Linked DNA regions of Mus musculus: all the other regions are linked to region 1. Evidence: chromatin contacts called from public HiChIP or PLAC-seq and promoter capture Hi-C data. All regions are on one chromosome and are shown on one strand. Each heading gives the region's core, a stretch centred on a gene start, on an enhancer-like site or on the middle of the called end of the contact. The rest is flanking DNA. Distances are from core to core; before and after follow the strand shown.

Evidence for each region. Promoter capture Hi-C pulls out the DNA fragments that hold promoters and counts their contacts. HiChIP or PLAC-seq counts read pairs in DNA pulled down with a chosen protein or histone mark.
Region 2: an H3K4me3 HiChIP or PLAC-seq map of bone marrow-derived macrophages shows a contact between it and region 1, with 3 times the contacts expected there. The contact joins the enhancer-like site here to the promoter of Ralgps1 in region 1. A contact is called at or near these places in 11 of 39 promoter capture datasets (the C10 cell line, the HPC-7 cell line, the SN4741 cell line and 6 more), 1 of 15 datasets of contacts at CTCF or cohesin (the NIH/3T3 cell line), 4 of 484 Hi-C or Micro-C datasets (3T3-L1-derived adipocytes, bone marrow-derived macrophages, embryonic fibroblasts and 1 more), 23 of 115 datasets of contacts at active chromatin or transcription factors (the 230-238 cell line, the SCID.adh cell line, bone marrow-derived macrophages and 15 more) and 4 of 9 other capture datasets (adipose tissue, liver, macrophages and 1 more).
Region 3: a contact with region 1 is called in a promoter capture Hi-C map of the HPC-7 cell line, with 2.3 times the contacts expected there. The contact joins the enhancer-like site here to the promoter of Ralgps1 in region 1. A contact is called at or near these places in 17 of 39 promoter capture datasets (the 3T3-L1 cell line, 3T3-L1-derived adipocytes, the C10 cell line and 13 more), 1 of 15 datasets of contacts at CTCF or cohesin (large pre-B cells), 1 of 484 Hi-C or Micro-C datasets (bone marrow-derived macrophages), 19 of 115 datasets of contacts at active chromatin or transcription factors (the 230-238 cell line, the SCID.adh cell line, bone marrow-derived macrophages and 12 more) and 3 of 9 other capture datasets (adipose tissue, liver and macrophages).

The regions. Positions count from the first base shown.
Region 1 is chr2:33,369,262-33,374,166 of GRCm38.p6, reverse strand. It overlaps Ralgps1 (Ral GEF with PH domain and SH3 binding motif 1), which reads left to right and starts at 2,673. Exons shown (of 20, transcript NM_175211.5): 1 at 2,673-2,897.
Region 2 is chr2:33,152,244-33,157,148 of GRCm38.p6, reverse strand. It overlaps Ralgps1 (Ral GEF with PH domain and SH3 binding motif 1), which reads left to right. Exons shown (of 20, transcript NM_175211.5): 14 at 1,810-1,861. Among named protein-coding and RNA genes, the nearest start is that of Gm13528, 21 kb to the left of the region's middle. Within about 2 kb of position 2,233, at least 16 of the 459 cell types and tissues checked have an H3K27ac peak or open chromatin away from gene starts, as enhancers often do. A contact at or near this core is called in bone marrow-derived macrophages, embryonic limb bud and neural stem cells, where this site is marked.
Region 3 is chr2:33,176,262-33,181,166 of GRCm38.p6, reverse strand. The region is part of intron 8 of Ralgps1 (Ral GEF with PH domain and SH3 binding motif 1); the gene reads left to right. Gm13528 (a long non-coding RNA gene) reads right to left here. Exons shown (of 3, transcript XR_866131.3): 1 at 3,169-4,905. Among named protein-coding and RNA genes, the nearest start is that of Gm13528, 3.4 kb to the right of the region's middle. Within about 2 kb of position 2,791, at least 63 of the 459 cell types and tissues checked have an H3K27ac peak or open chromatin away from gene starts, as enhancers often do. A contact at or near this core is called in the HPC-7 cell line, adipose tissue, forebrain and 3 more, where this site is marked.

The DNA.
Region 1 (4,905 bases), core at 1,424-3,923:
TGAACAGTCTAGGAAATCTTTCACAGGCATGCCCAGGGGTTTCTTTCTGTGTTTCTAAATCTGTCAAGTTGACAATCAAGATTAACTACCTTGAGGTCATTAGCATGTGTATATCACAGATACTGGGCTTTTTGCCTATGTGTGCCCAAAGTCATAGGCACACTAACAGCAGCTAGGGCATATGGAGCTCCTGAGAGGCCAGGCTCTCCTTCATGGACTTTGTTTCACTCTTCCAACAGCCTGTGCAAAAGAGAGACTATTTTAAAGTGGTTTTTTAAAAAAATTATTTATTTTTTTATGGCTTTTCAACACAGTGTTTCTTGGGCTAGAGAAATGACTCAGTCATTAAAGGCTAGGCTCACAACCAAAAATATAAGACAGAATTTCTCTGTATAGCCCTGGATATCTTAGAACTCATTCTGTAGACCGGGTTGGCCTTGAACTTAGATCTATTTACCACTACCTCCCAAGAGCTGGGATTAAAGGCATGCATTGCCGCCACCACCACCTGGCAAGACAGTCATTTAAAAAAATATTTAAAAATTACTGTTAATAACTGTGTATGCTTGTGCATGCCTGTGTGTGTGTGTGTATGTGTGCACACTAATTTAGGTTCCTGTAGAGGTGGATGCCAGAGGTGACAGATCAACTTGAAGCCGAAATTATAGGCAGTTGTGAAACCTGATATAGATGCTAAGTACTGAACCTGGGTCCTCTACCAGAGCAGTATGTACTATTAACTGCTAAGCCATCTCTCCAGCCTCCTCAACATTCATCTTCCATAAAGAAACTGAGGCATGCAAAAAAGTAACTTGCATGTGTGCACACAGTTAGCTGCTGGCACAGCCAGACCGTGAACTCAGGCAGCAAGTCCTCTAAGCCTTATAGTAATTTATATTTAGAAAAACAACTATAGTACTTGTTTTTTTTTAAATTTATTTATTATTATATGCAAGTACACTGTAGCTGTCTTCAGACACACCAGAAGAGGGCAACAGATCCCATTACAGATGGTTGTGAACCACCATGTGGTTGCTGTGATTTGAACTCAGGATCTTTGGAAGAGCAGTCAGTGCATGTGCAGTGTATGTGCAGGTGATGCACACGCATGCAGAGGTGGCCAGAGGAGGATGTCAAGTGTCCTGCTTTATACTCTCCATCTTATCCCCATGAGATAGGGTCTCTCACTGAATCTGCTAGCCAGCAAGTCACAGCAAGTCTCCAGTTTCCATCCCCCAAATCCTAAGCATTAGGGTTACCTCTACAAGCACGTCCATTTTCTTTCTTTCTTTCTTTTTCTTTTTCTTTTTTTTTTTTTTTTTTTGGTTTTTCGAGACAGGGTTTCTCTGTGTAGCCCTGGCTATCCTGGAACTCACTTTGTAGACCAGGCTGGCCTCGAACTCAGAAATCCGCCTGCCTCTGTCTCCCAAGTGCTGGGATTAAAGGCGAGCGCCACCACCGCCTGGCTACGTCCATTTTCTTATGCGTGTCCTGAGCACTCCACTTTACGCTAGACCATCACTCCTAACTTTATAGCCATCTACCCAAGCTTCCTCAAGCTTGCGCTCAGCTCTCAGCCTCTCTGGATTCCAAATTTTCTAAAAGAATCCTCACACCATGCATCTCTTGTTTTATCTAAGGGAAACAGTTTAAGACTATCCTTCGGGCATCACTGTGTTCTTCATGCAAAATAGCAGACGTTTGCCTCAGAGATCCCCTATTCCCTCACCTCACTCTTAAAGTGGTTTAATTTCTGCTGATTCTCTTGTTTTCCTCTCCCTCTTCTTTTAAATAGTGCAGTATCTAAATCTTTCCATAAGCGACGCCATAGCAGCAAAAATTACGTTATCAAAATGATCTTGTCTACAAGTCCAAAGAGCATCCTACCCTCCTTTCTCTTGTAGGCGTAACAGAATTTTGCTGTGGTTCTGACTTTAGGGATTCACAGCCACCCACTGGCTTCCACGGTCTTTGTAACTTAGTATCTCTGCCTTTAAGCCAGATGATTTAAGCTCTACTCACTGCGTTTGCCTGGCCCAGCCATAAAAGGGTCTGGGTGCAGGGAGACAGCTTCCAGGCCCATTCTCCCTGCTTTGAACGCTATGGTCTTGGGCAAGACCCTCTTCAGGCCTAACTTTTACCTGTTGTGAAAACCATGGGTCAGTCTCAAGGACCTCGAAGTGTGTTATTGGATTGACTGTGATTGTCAATTTGACAGATTTAGAATCACATAAAGAAACCTAGGGATAGGTTTGTGAAGAATGGGACTAAGGTGATGATGTCTTGCTCACAAAGCCTTTTTTTTTTTTTTTTTTTTTTTTTTTTTTTTTGATGTTGTTGTTGAAAACGATAAACTCTAGGTAGGAATTTAAGAAGGACACTGGGTGAGGCCTGGAAGGATGTTTGTAGACTGAGTCTATTTCTAGGCAGGGGGTGGGCGTGGCGGGCGGCTGAGCCCGACGAGAACAGCAGAGCATCCTTGCAAGCCTGAGCGTCTGCAAGACCGAAGCGCAGGCCGCGGCTGGTGGGGTGGGGGGTGGGGGGGTGGGGGGAACGGGGACCGCTGCTGCAGCGGCTGCGCACTGGTGCAACCAGCCGGTTCATTTGCGTGTCTCCGCCCCTACGGCAAGCTGGTTGGAGAACCCTGGTATGGTGCCGCGCGCCGATTGGCTGAGCCGGCCGCCGCTCAGGCCCAGGAGTGGACGGTTCCTACTGCGGCTGGGCACCGGCTGGGCTCCCGCGTCGGCCTCGCGTTTCAAGCTTGCGCCTGGCTCAACCTCAATCCGGCCCCGGTCTCGGAACGAAGGCGCCGCTGCCGCTGGGCCTCTCGCAAGACCATGAAGAAGCGGTGGCAGCCACTGCGGCCCTCGTCAAGGTGACCAGCCCGGACTACAGCGGTGAGAGGAGCGGCTGGCGGGGCGGGGCCCTGGGCGCGAGCCGCTGCAGGTGCGGGGGGCGGAGGGGGGGGGAGAATGGGGGCGGGCGGGGCGGGATCCCCGGCCGGAGGGGGTGGGGCGGGGCCTCGGCTCGAGGGTGGGACCTCGGCTTGGGGTTGGAGGGGGGGGCGGGACCATGGCCAGCTCGGGTCCCAGGGACGCGAATGACAGCGTGTGGTTGTCGGGGAGATGGCGGAGCGGGGGGGGGGGGTGGTGGTGGTGGTGGTGGTGTTGGGGGGGAAAGGGCGCAGGTGCAGGAGGCGGGTCCCGCGGCCTGATGGATTGGGGGCGGAGCCTGGGCGCGAGGCGTGGGGTCTGGAGGGAGCTCAGGTCTCTGGGACCAGAAAGGGAACCTGTGTGTAGGTTAGCGGCGGGGAAAGGGCTCAGGTGCGAGGGGCGGGGCATGGGGTGGCAATGGGAGGGGCTGCAAGGAGAGTCTAGGGAAAAGCACAGGTGCAGTGGGCGGGGCTGGGGAAACCCTGTAGGGGCGGGGGCGGGGGGAGGCAGGGGGCGGGGCTGAGGATCATTGGCAGGTCCGGAAGCAGGGCTGCAGGTGAGGACTAGCCTGAGGGTGAGTGGGACCCTTTTTGGAGAAGGAAGAAGCTGCCCTCTCCGCCGCCGTCTTGGGGCTTTGGGTTTTCTGCAGGCTCTGGAGGCATCCATGGTTGTCTCTTGGAGGGGCAGGCCAGGGCAGCCTGTGTCTTTGCTGAGTCGTACAAGGATCGCAGCTGCCCTGGTTAATAGGCCGACTGCTTTCCTGAGCCAAACCGAGCCCTAAGTGGGCACACTGCCTTTGTTGTTGTTGTTGTTGTTTTTGTTTTACTCCCCTGTTGCTGTTGAAGGAGCTTGGCTGGATTTCGGGGTGGTTAGGTTTCATTGGTTGATCAGCTGTTGGAAAATGTGTGCTCTTCAAGAGTAGTCGTTGATGCTATGCTCGGAAGGGTTCTGGATCTCATGGTAGCAGATGCTCATGCAGATCTTCACAGTGCTGGTCTCAAAAAGATAGAAAAGGCAGCGTGGTGGGGGCGAAGAGGCGGAATGAGAACTTGGCTCTTTGGAGCTGGGACAGACACCTGGGAGTTATTTTTGCCTTTTTGTGTGTTTTGTTGTTGTCAAAGTGACCATCCCTGGTGCCTAATTGTGACCTTCCAGGGCCAGAGGGGAATTCCTTGTCAAGAGGTGAGTTAAGGTCTCTTTCTTGCCGGGCAGTGGTGGCGCACACCTTTAATCCCAGTACTTGGGAGGCAGAAGCAGGCAATTTCTGATTTCGAGGCTAGCCTGGTCTACAGAGTGAGTTCCAGGACAGCCAGGGCTACACAGAGAAACCCTGTCTCAAAAAAAAAAAAAAAACAAAACAAAACACACACACACACACACACACACAAAGAAAAAGAAAAAAGAAAAAAAGAAAAATAAAAGTCTCTTTCTCTTGAGAGTTTGAATCACATTTGTGTTGGGGAATTCCCTCCTCCAAACTAGAGGTGGTTTAGATTATGGTACTCCCTGTGCAGCCTTGGGCAGGAATGCAGCCTGGGGAGCCATGATGAATGGAAAGGGAAGCGTGTTTCCCTTGTTGGCTGACCTTTGGACCCCAGGTCCAGTGTGGATCTTAGCTGATGGGCTAGGCCTATAGTAGAGCCCATTGGAATACTCCCACTACCAACTTGATTCTGCCACGTTTCAGAAAGAAGACTTTAGGATGAAGAGCACGGCAGACCTTCATTAGGTATTTATGGAGACAGAAGGGAGAAATATGGTAGGGCCTCTGTGCTCCAGAAGTACCCTTTATCTGTGTGTGACCTTTGGGTGCCTTGTGTTTCCTCGAGAGTGCTTGGCTAATCTAACCTGACATGCTTTCACCCTGGGTTATATGGACTGAAGACAAGGTGCAGAAACTTCTTTGCTAGCTTGCATTTGCCTTCATTTTAGAAACGTGGGACTTTTGGGGGGACCAAATACCATGATGCTG
Region 2 (4,905 bases), core at 984-3,483, 220 kb after region 1:
GCAACGGTGGTGGGCTGCTGTTGGACCTGGTGAAGACAGTGGGGCAGAGGGCCAGGAGCTTGGAGAAGCAGGCAGCAGGAACACCAGGCGGGCATCTCATGCCACAATGTCCCTGGTGTGGGAGTCAGGAACAACTTTAGCACAGGGCAGCTGCCTCCTAGCAATGTTGTGATGAAGTCTCATACCTGCCTTATGTCTTCAGAAGAGCTCATCCTGTCTGGCCACAGGCCAAAGTATAGGAAGTGTGGACATTGCATTTTAGGCTCAGGTGTGGCTTGGAAGAAGTGGTTCAAGCTCCTGAGCTAGGGAAAGGTAATCAAGCCTCTTTCTGAGCCTTCGCTGTGTTCTTGGGCACTGATCCCTCAGCCTCGTAGGTTCCACTCATGGACCTCATCTTAGAGTATAGGATGGGACCTGGGTTCTTATGAGACTCCATGAATGCACAGTTGAGCTCAGAGCAGCTGTTTGATATCCAGGAAACTCTGAGCTGTGCCTGAATCTGGGCTGCCGTTCCTGAGAGCCAGTCAGGTGCTGTGCTGTCCAGCATCCAGGGTAGATCACAAGATTGCTTGGCTCCGGCTCATCAAGTCAGGGAACTCAGGACATTTTCTGCTTGAGCTGAAAGGTCTGAGAAAGTGGCAGAGTGTGTGCCCTAGTGGATGTCGTGCTAAGCTGCACTCCCCCCACCTCCAACCCATACAGCAGGGAATAGGGGTTCTACTCAGGCCAGGCTCTTTACCCTTTCCCACTGTTTAGTCTTAGAGATTTTTCTAGCAGGGCTCTGAGCTTTAGAGCCTACATAGTCTAAGACAATACAGAGGCCAGGCCCACAGATGCACATGCCAGGAGGGAAGCCGAGTGCTGCTCACTTAACAACACCAGGCCTCGTGAGCCAGGTTGTCCCACTCAGGCCCAGCACACCATGGTCAGCTCTAGAAGGTGGGCCTGGAAGAGACTAGGAAGGCAAAGGATCCCAGCTTAGGCCTTAGCACTGACCTTGGGCAGGGGACTGCACTGACTGACTCTGTGGGCAGGGGACTGTACTGACTGTGAGCAGGGGACTGCACTGACTGTGGGCAGGGGACAGCGCTGACTCTGTGGGCAGGGGACTGCACTGACTGTGGGCAGGCGACAGCACTGACTGACTCTGTGGGCAGGGGACAGCACTGACTGACTCTGTGGGCAGGGGACTGCGCTGACTCTGTGAGCAGGGGACAGCACTGACTGACTCTGTGGGCAGGGGACTGTGCTGACTCTGTGGGCAGGGGACTGTACTGACTGTGAGCAGGGGACTGCACTGACTGTGGGCAGGGGACTGCACTGACTGTGGGCAGGGGACAGCACTGACTGTGGGCAGGGGACAGCACTGACTGTGGGCAGGGGACTGCACTGACTGTGGGCAGGGCACTGCACTGACACCCCCTTGCAGCCTCCGTGCATCTCTTGTGCAGGCAGATCCATCTACCTGTCCCTTGGGCCAGAAGTGCTCACCCTGCCTTTGCCCTCAGGAGAGCCTGTGGGGCAACAGGCAGGCATCAGTGCAGACAGATGTGAGGACCCTGGCCTTCCAAGCCAGAGGGTAGGCAGTGGGAAGGGAGTGGAGGGTACTCTTGAGAGCGGTGGGACTGAATGTTCTTTGAACCTCCCCAGAGAAGAGACAGACATAACAACAGAAACTCAACTCCTTTTGTGACCCACAGGGTCAGAATGCTGTGAGCTTGGGGACCGGGGCCCAGTGACTGGGAGCCCAGGAAAACAGGCCCCTCTCTTCGAGGCTGCCATGCTCACTGATCTGTGTTCCTTTTCCAGGCAGTAGTGAGAGCTCAGAGTTTAGTGAAGAAATGTCTGCAGGGCTGGAAAGGTGAGTGTGGCCTCAGCAAGGCCTCTCAGGGCCCAGGGAGCTGGAGTCAGGGGCCCCTCCCCAACCATTCATGACATATGCATAATTACATGGTCACACCTCAGTGTGCACATAGTAAACACTAATCTCACACTTACACGTGCACACAGGTGGACACATTCATAATTCAGTTATACACTCATGCATTTGTGGATGTATACACAGGCTTAGAAAGGGCTCTCTACCTGCTCCCTCCCTTCTTTTGTCAGTTGACACTCAGAGCACTTGGTCCAAGCCAGCTAGAGGAAACCTGGGAGCCTGGTAGGCCTGCAATGAATCCTGAACCTCTAAGCCTGAGGCCTGTTGGAAGTCTTGAGATGGGCATGTGGCTCCATCTAGTGATACCTGAGAGTATTGCACCAGTGCAGCCTCAGGCCTCGGACATTTTTGAACCCTACCATGCGTGGTTGTGACTCCCATCAGCCCATCTGTTCCAAGTATGCACGCTCCCATCCGCCTCTCATCAGGAATTCACCTGCAGCATGTATTCCATGTCCCAATACTTCTTGGGCCACCATGAGGAATCCAGGAAGACTTGGCAGTGCAGGTGGTGAAAGGTACCTTGCTGACTAGAAGTCTGAGGACACACAGGGAAATATAGTGATGAAAAAGATCTCCAAGGTGCAGGCTTCCATTGGCCTTCAGGATGGTTCCTCCACCAGTGCCTAGGGGACTGTGTGCATCTGTGTACTCTCACAAGTACACATGCACAAAGTTATATAGCCTTATGTGTTCATGTGCACAGTTATACAGTTTAGCTATAGACATGGCCATGGTTACACAGTCTTACATATGCCCAATCTCATCCATAGTCACACATTTGCATGTATATATACAATGCTTATACCCAGTTACATATGTACAGTTTCACTGTCACACCTGTGGGCGAATACTAAACACAAATCTCACACACATGCACACAGGCAGACACCTCCTTAATTCATTTATATACTCCTGGGTGTCTGCATTCGCCTGCATGTGGTATGCACTACACCACACAGAACATACACACATGCACCTGGTGTGAACGCTCCTTTTTTGAAGCTAGGGCTTCAGTCCCTGTAATTGGAAAGTGCCCAGAAGTCATCCTATCTGTACACTTCCAACAGAGCAGAGAGACTCGTTGGCCCAGGCTGGGCGTTCCCTGTGCACAGGCTCTGTCTGGCCACTGCCATGCATAGACTGCCTGCAGCCTTGACGCTGCCCCATAGCTGTGAAAGGAGAACCCCACAGGCCCCATGGGACAGACTCCAAAACTCTTGGTCCAGGTGGGGATTCCTGGGGCCACCTTGTAAAAGAAGGCCACAGGCAACCCAGTGCCTCCCCTGGCCACTCCAGCAGCATGCTCAGGCATGGTGCCGAGACCCACAGCAGTACACCTGGGTGTTGTGTTCCCTCCGTTGTTTGTCCTTTCACTCATCCATTCCTCTTCTCTCATCAGTCACTCGGTAGCTGCTTAGTTAGCACGGCTGCCTGCACGGGAACCATGTAGGCAGGCTCTGTGGGCCCTGTCAGTGCTGACTGAGAGTGGAGCCAGCAGGAAAGAGGGTGCCATGGGGGCATGCCTTGCACAATGGAAATGTATGCCATCATGACCACTACAGGCAGCAGTATTTTGTACGATCTAGGTCACTGAATTTCTATAGCATATACTCTCAAGTAAACTGTCTCTGAGCACTGGCCGCCTCCTGGCTCTTCTATGCATATGCCCAGCCCTTGAACAGCCCTGCTCCCAGCTGCCTTTTCTCTGCTCTGCAGAGGGGATCTTGGCCTACTGTTTCTTGGCTGAGGAGATAGATATCAGTGGGGCTATGATTGCATCTCATCAGAACCCAGCCCCAGGCAGGCCAGAGGAGCTAGAAGCTAGCTGACCCTCACCCAGGGGTCCAGCTAAAAGTCTGCTCCCACTGTGTATCTGCTCTCGTGCCTGCTTCAAAGAGAGTCTGAACAGTCTGGGCTTTCCTGTAGACTGGGCACACAGAAGAGCACCACGTTGTCTCTTCACAGCTCAGTTGCCATCTTGCCACTTCCTGAGCCCCTTTCATCCTAACCTTCAGGCAGCCAGTGCTCAGCCCCACTGGATCCTCTGTGCACTCCCAGGTCTCCTCCAGACCACATGCCCCTCTTCATAGATGAGTGGATTCTAGGTCTCCCCCTGGCCGGTCCCAGAGGCCAGCATCTGCCAGAAACAGCCTCCCTGCCAGATCCTCACAGATACTATAAGGCGTATTGCATGCTAGAGCAGAGGCAGAAGATGTGGGATAAAGGTGCAGAAGGGAGCTGGGCCCCCTCAAAGGGATGAAGATATGAAGAGGGATTGGGGGTGTGGCTAGTGTGCGATGGAGTCCAGAAACTGTAGTCTTTAACTGGGTAGCCCCTGACCCATAGCCCCCCAAGCTCTGGTTGTGAGCTCTATCCAAGCCAGGGTGGAGCAGAGCCAGGCACCGATGTAAACAGCAGAGAGACAGCAGAGCAGGGAGTAGAGTAAGGATGCCCAAACTTGTATGATTTTATCGGACAGCCCTGACCTGCAGGGGTGAAGGTAGGAGGAAAGCCTCATTGTGTGTGCCACCTCCCTGAGGAGAGGGCCCCACAAGCTTATTGTGTAGAGCACAACAGCGCTCAGTGACCTGGAGGTGAGTACCAGGCTGGGTTCTAGACAGCCTCAGGCCCTAGAGACCAGGCAGCCTTGGGGCTTGGCCAACGGCCACTTTTATACTTAGATTGAAAGGCTCTAAAATGAAAACAGAAATATTACCCTTAGGGCTAAAGTATTTTTTTAAAAGAGATATATTGGGGGGGGTTAAAATATTTATTTATTTATTTATTTATTTATTTATTATATGTAAGTACACTGTAGCTGTCTTCAGACACACCAGAAGAGGGAGTCAGATCTCATTACAGGTGGTTGTGACCACCATGTGGTTGCTGGGATTTGAACTCAGGACCTTCAGAAGAGCAATCAGTGCTCTTAGCCACTGAGCCATCTCTCCAGCCTCTAAAAA
Region 3 (4,905 bases), core at 1,542-4,041, 190 kb after region 1:
TAATCATACATATTAAAAGCTTGACTGCTTTATTTTTTTTTTAATTCTTTGTTTGTTTGTTTTCTAAGACAGGGTTTCTCTATATAGTCCTGGCTATACTGGAACTCACTCTGTAGGCCAGGCTGGCCTTGAACTCTGAGATCCTCCTGCCTCTGCTTCTGAGTGTTGGGGCTGCAGGTGTGCTCCACCACCGCTCCCCCCCCCCCCCCCAGAATTAAACATCAAACATCACCTTTATTTGTCACTTCTGATATAGAAAATTTTATGGGCCAAGAAGATGGCTCAGTGAGGACAGGCACCAGCAGCTACAGCTGACCCCCTGAGTTCCATCTCCAGAGCCCGTGTGGCAGGAGGCAGGAGACTACTTCTAAGAGCTGTCTTCTGGCTTCCACATGTGCATCGTAGTGTGCATAAATGTCATTTAAATTTTTCAAGTTATTTCTGCTTTTGTGTTTTTATTTGTTTTTCTGCTTCTATGAAATGAATAGTCTCCTTTCTTATGTAAAGTGTTAATGTGCCTGCAGCTGCATTTCTTTCCCTCGGTTACACAGCTCCGTGGCGTATGTGCATAGCTTGTAGTTTGTGAGGCTTTCCTCTCTTCAGTACGGTTAGTTTATACAATTTGTTTTCACTCCCTGGGCAGAAGAGGGGATGGAGCTGCTCCAGACCCACTGAGCACGTGGGTTCTGAGCGTGGGGGGCCTGATTTCTCCCAAAGGAAATCGGGGTTGTTTCCAAGAGTGGGGAGTAGGGTGTTGGGCAGAGCAATGCGTCAGCTTCTTTTCTTTTGCCAATAAAGTTAATGAAAGATCAGTGAAAGTTTTTTACACAGCACAGTGTCCAGCGCAAAACAAACCCATTACCAGTACACAGATGGCTGCCTCCCTCACGCTTCTTACCTGCTCTGCCTCACGGCTGTCTGGGTGGGTGGGGGCCTCTGGCTGGGCCATCACCTCCTCACGCCTGTAGATCTCCTGAGGAACCTGAGGCTATGCCCTCATTTCCTAGGGAGGCTGGAGGGGGTGGCATTCTCCTGCGCCCCAGGGGTCAGTCCTGCTAAGGGACTCTGCCCACGTGCATTTGCAATTACTAACAAGGCCATGTGCTCACACCGGAAACCATGTCTACTCCCCAGCTGACACGTGACTGCCCCATGCTGAAAGCCTGGGAAACATTTGTCTCTCTGGCAGTCAGAGGCCACAAACTTTCCATAAGGCCTAGACTTTATATAAGGATTCATTCTGAAGTTCCCAGTTTGCATGATAGATGTTAATTGGCAGGCATTAATTAATACAATCGTCTCCATCCTCCTCTCAGGGAGCCAGGGCTGCCCGCAGACAGTGGGTCTGCTTGCTGCTGTCTTAAAGACCAAAGCAAACCACGCAGCTCTAATGAGCAGGCACTCTGTTATTTCATTTGGTATTTACCAGGATGGTTTATGGGGTGGAACCACACAAGTGTAGCTCTGGGGGCCAGCTCCTCATTTCTGAATTCTGAAAGTCATCTTTTCAGGCAAAGCAGAAAGAGCGTGGAAAAAAGTCTTTCATCTCAGACTTTGAAAGAGAAAATAGAAAGTGGTAAAATGGAAAAGCTGCGTGTTCTCCTGCCGGGCAGGTTTCTTTTCCCCTCGACACAGCAGAATTTTTCCATATTGAAAAGATAGGGGTGTGAGAAAAACCAAAACCAGACTGGGGCTGGAAGTGAGACAGGACGGCCAGGAAGAACAAGGGTGCAGTGAGCCTTCCCTGGGCTTGTGGGGCTCCAGGCCAGCCATGGGCTTTGGCTCAGCCTGGCTGCCTGCTCCTGGCTTGCAGAAGCCACTGCGCTCCACCAGGCAGGGGTCCTCTCTGAAGGCATCGCCTTTGTCAGCCGGTACAAAGGTGGCACAGGGCAGAGGCGAAGTTGGGGGAACCGTGTGCCTCAAAGGAAGGCTAGTCTGTGAGCAGGCATGGTTGTGTGAGGTGCCCCCAGGTGAGAGGCTACAGCTGCACGCCTCCCATTCCCAGCTCAAGCTGGGACCCTCTTCTTTGGGCCAGCCCATGCCTCCCAGTTCCTACCCCTAGCGCTGCTGTCAAGACAGGCCTGAATTCCCACCCCTGTCTTCTTGGAAGCTGTGGGAATTTGGCCTACCCTTTTTTCCTCTGACACCTCAGTGTCTTAACATAGTGTATGGACAATTGAGAGTAAAGGAGCCTGAGACCAGCAGCACGTCCCCCTCCCCCGCCTACATGATGGACAGCGGTTCTTCCCGTCACCTAAGCCTCCCTCACTGTGTCAGTACCTCACAGTCTAGCCCAGTCCCTTGGCACCGCCGATCCCCACTGCAGCCAAAGCCAGTGGCTGGCCCAATTACCGTCTGTGGTAGAGGGCCAACAGCACAGTGTCATCTGCTGCAGTCACTGTCTAAACAGGAACAGGAGCTGCACTATCCCAGGCCAGATGGGCTCCCAGCACTGGCCCAGCTACTGGGTGGTCCCATGCGGCTGGTGTCTGGGGACCTACCTTCCACGGTTATAGCAGTTGTAGCCAGACCATCCCTCCCATGGCCACCCCTCTGCTACTCCTAGCCGGTCTGTGTGGCAGAGCTGGCAGGGCCCCCAGGTCTGGGTGGGCCACTGATATAAGGCCGGAGACTAATGTGCTCAGGCAGGCCTGGGATGTGTATCAGGAGGGAGGAGCCACAGCCTCCCTTCAAGCCCCTCTGGAGAAGGTTAATTCCACAGTAGAGAGGAGGAGAAAGAACCAGAGCCTGGGCACCTAGGCCCTCGTCCAGCTGTTAGATGTCCCCATCCTGCCTCACTGGCTTCCGGGTACTGCTGGCAGCCTGGTGCAGTGTATGACAGCTGGACAGAGCTGTATGTGGATCCTGCCTTGGCCACTTTGCCACTGTGTGGCCTCAAGAAAGTAATGTAGCCTCTTCTAGTTTCAGTCCCTTTGTCCTGTAGAAGAGGGACCATCGTTTCCTGGTGGCCACATTGTCCTTGAAATCAACAATCTGACCGAATCTTCAGTTTAGGACCAGGATGTAGTAAGTGCTTAGTAACCCTGAGTCAGCACCATCTTTTTTTTTTTTTTTTTTTGAACAGGGTTTCGTTATGAAACATGGGTGAACAAGGTTAGAGCTCTCTACCCACTGAACTACTGCTACAGCCTCCACCCCCAATCTTACCATCTCATCAGGTTGTTGTCTGGGGTAACACAAACATGCCCCCTGATTCTCCGTCTCCTCACCTCACGTTCACCAAGCAGCTCTGTGTACTTTGCTCTGGGGACGCGCATGCGCCCAGACCTGCTCCCAGGCTGTGAGGAGCCCTGTCAGGGAGGAGTCGGCTGTCAGGATTCAAGCATCTGGTTTATGTTGCAGGCCTAGAAATATCTCCTGTGGTTGGCTAGTACAACAGAAAAGACTTCTCTGGGTTCCTGCACTGTTGGCAACAGCGCACCATTTCTATAGCCCTGGCTGTTGAGGGAGTACAAAAGTGTAGATGTCCGCTGCCCAGCTTCACAAGACTAGGTCCCCAGTCACTCACCCTGTCCTCACCACTGTGACATGAGGCTAACCACTCAGGGCCTGAGGTGCAGCAGGTGCTGGAGTCTGGGTGTTTTGCCGAGGGATTTAGGAACTCACTGTCTTAGACAATAATGAACCCCTGCCCTTCCCCAGGGTATGCTCAGCTCCTCTGGCCTTGGTTTGTAGAGCACTACTCAGGAATGAGGCTCAGGCCACACTGTCCCTTTGGTACAACACAAGGGACTCTCCAAGTAGAGTTGTGTCTGAGCAAGGGCCTCTCTGCTCTGGAGGCCAGTTGGATGAATATGGGCAGCACATCCCTGCAGAGCACATCTTAGTACACAGTAGTGAGACTGTATGCAGCCCTGCATCTCTTCAATCTCCTTTTCCCAGAGGTGCTGGTCTAGGAAGGGACAGGGCTTCCCAGGGGACCCTAGGAAACCTCAGTCCCTACCTCCTGCCCTGCTTCTGGGCTGAGCTGCTGGCTGGCCTCTGAGTCAGCCAAGCTGGAGTCTGCTCACCGCATCTGGAACCCCCCCACGCCATGGCCCACATCCCTCCATCTCCACACAGCACTGGGGGATGCTTTTTGTTGTGGTCTCAGCCATAATGGGATTTCCAGGATTGCCATGAATCCTCAGGGAGGCAACTGAGTTACACTCTTTTTTTTTAAAGAGCAGGAAAAACTGAGTTCAAGAGAAAGAATGAATCTGTGAAAATCAAGCCTACCACACTTAGAATGTTTAATCAAGGAAAATTATTATTAATTATTGAAAATTAGAAAACAGTGGCATCAGAAGGAAAGGGACTGGACAGGGGCCTGTGAGGAGCCAGCAGATGCTTCTGTGAGCTAACGGTTTCCCAGAACAATTGAAGCGATTTTAAAGGCAGACGAGTGACTCATTGTACCCAGCATCCGAGTGAGTGAGTGAGGTCCTCCGTGGTGGCAGGAAGCCTGAGATGGAGGAGGAAGCCGAGGTTCCACTCTCATCTCTGTCACTTACCAGTGGTGTGACCTTATGCCAATTTCACATCCTCTCTGAGCTTCCTTTTCCTCCTTTACAGAGTGAGAGTTGGAAGGATAAATAAGAAAACGAGTATGTGCCTGGCATGGTGGTGCACATCTTTGATCTCAGCACTTGGGAGGTAGAGAAATGTCAATCTTTGTGAGTTTGAGGCCAGCCTGGTCTATAGACTAGTTCCAGGATAGCCTGGTCTACCTAGTAAAACCCTGTCTCAAAAAACCAAAAAGAAAAAAAAAAAGTTCTTATTTTTTTCTTCAAACAGATTGTCTTACTGCACAATTATGTAATATATAAAAATATATACAGTGCATGTAAACTATAACTATATGCTATTACATTTGCCATTTGTAATATTTGACATTACAGAATT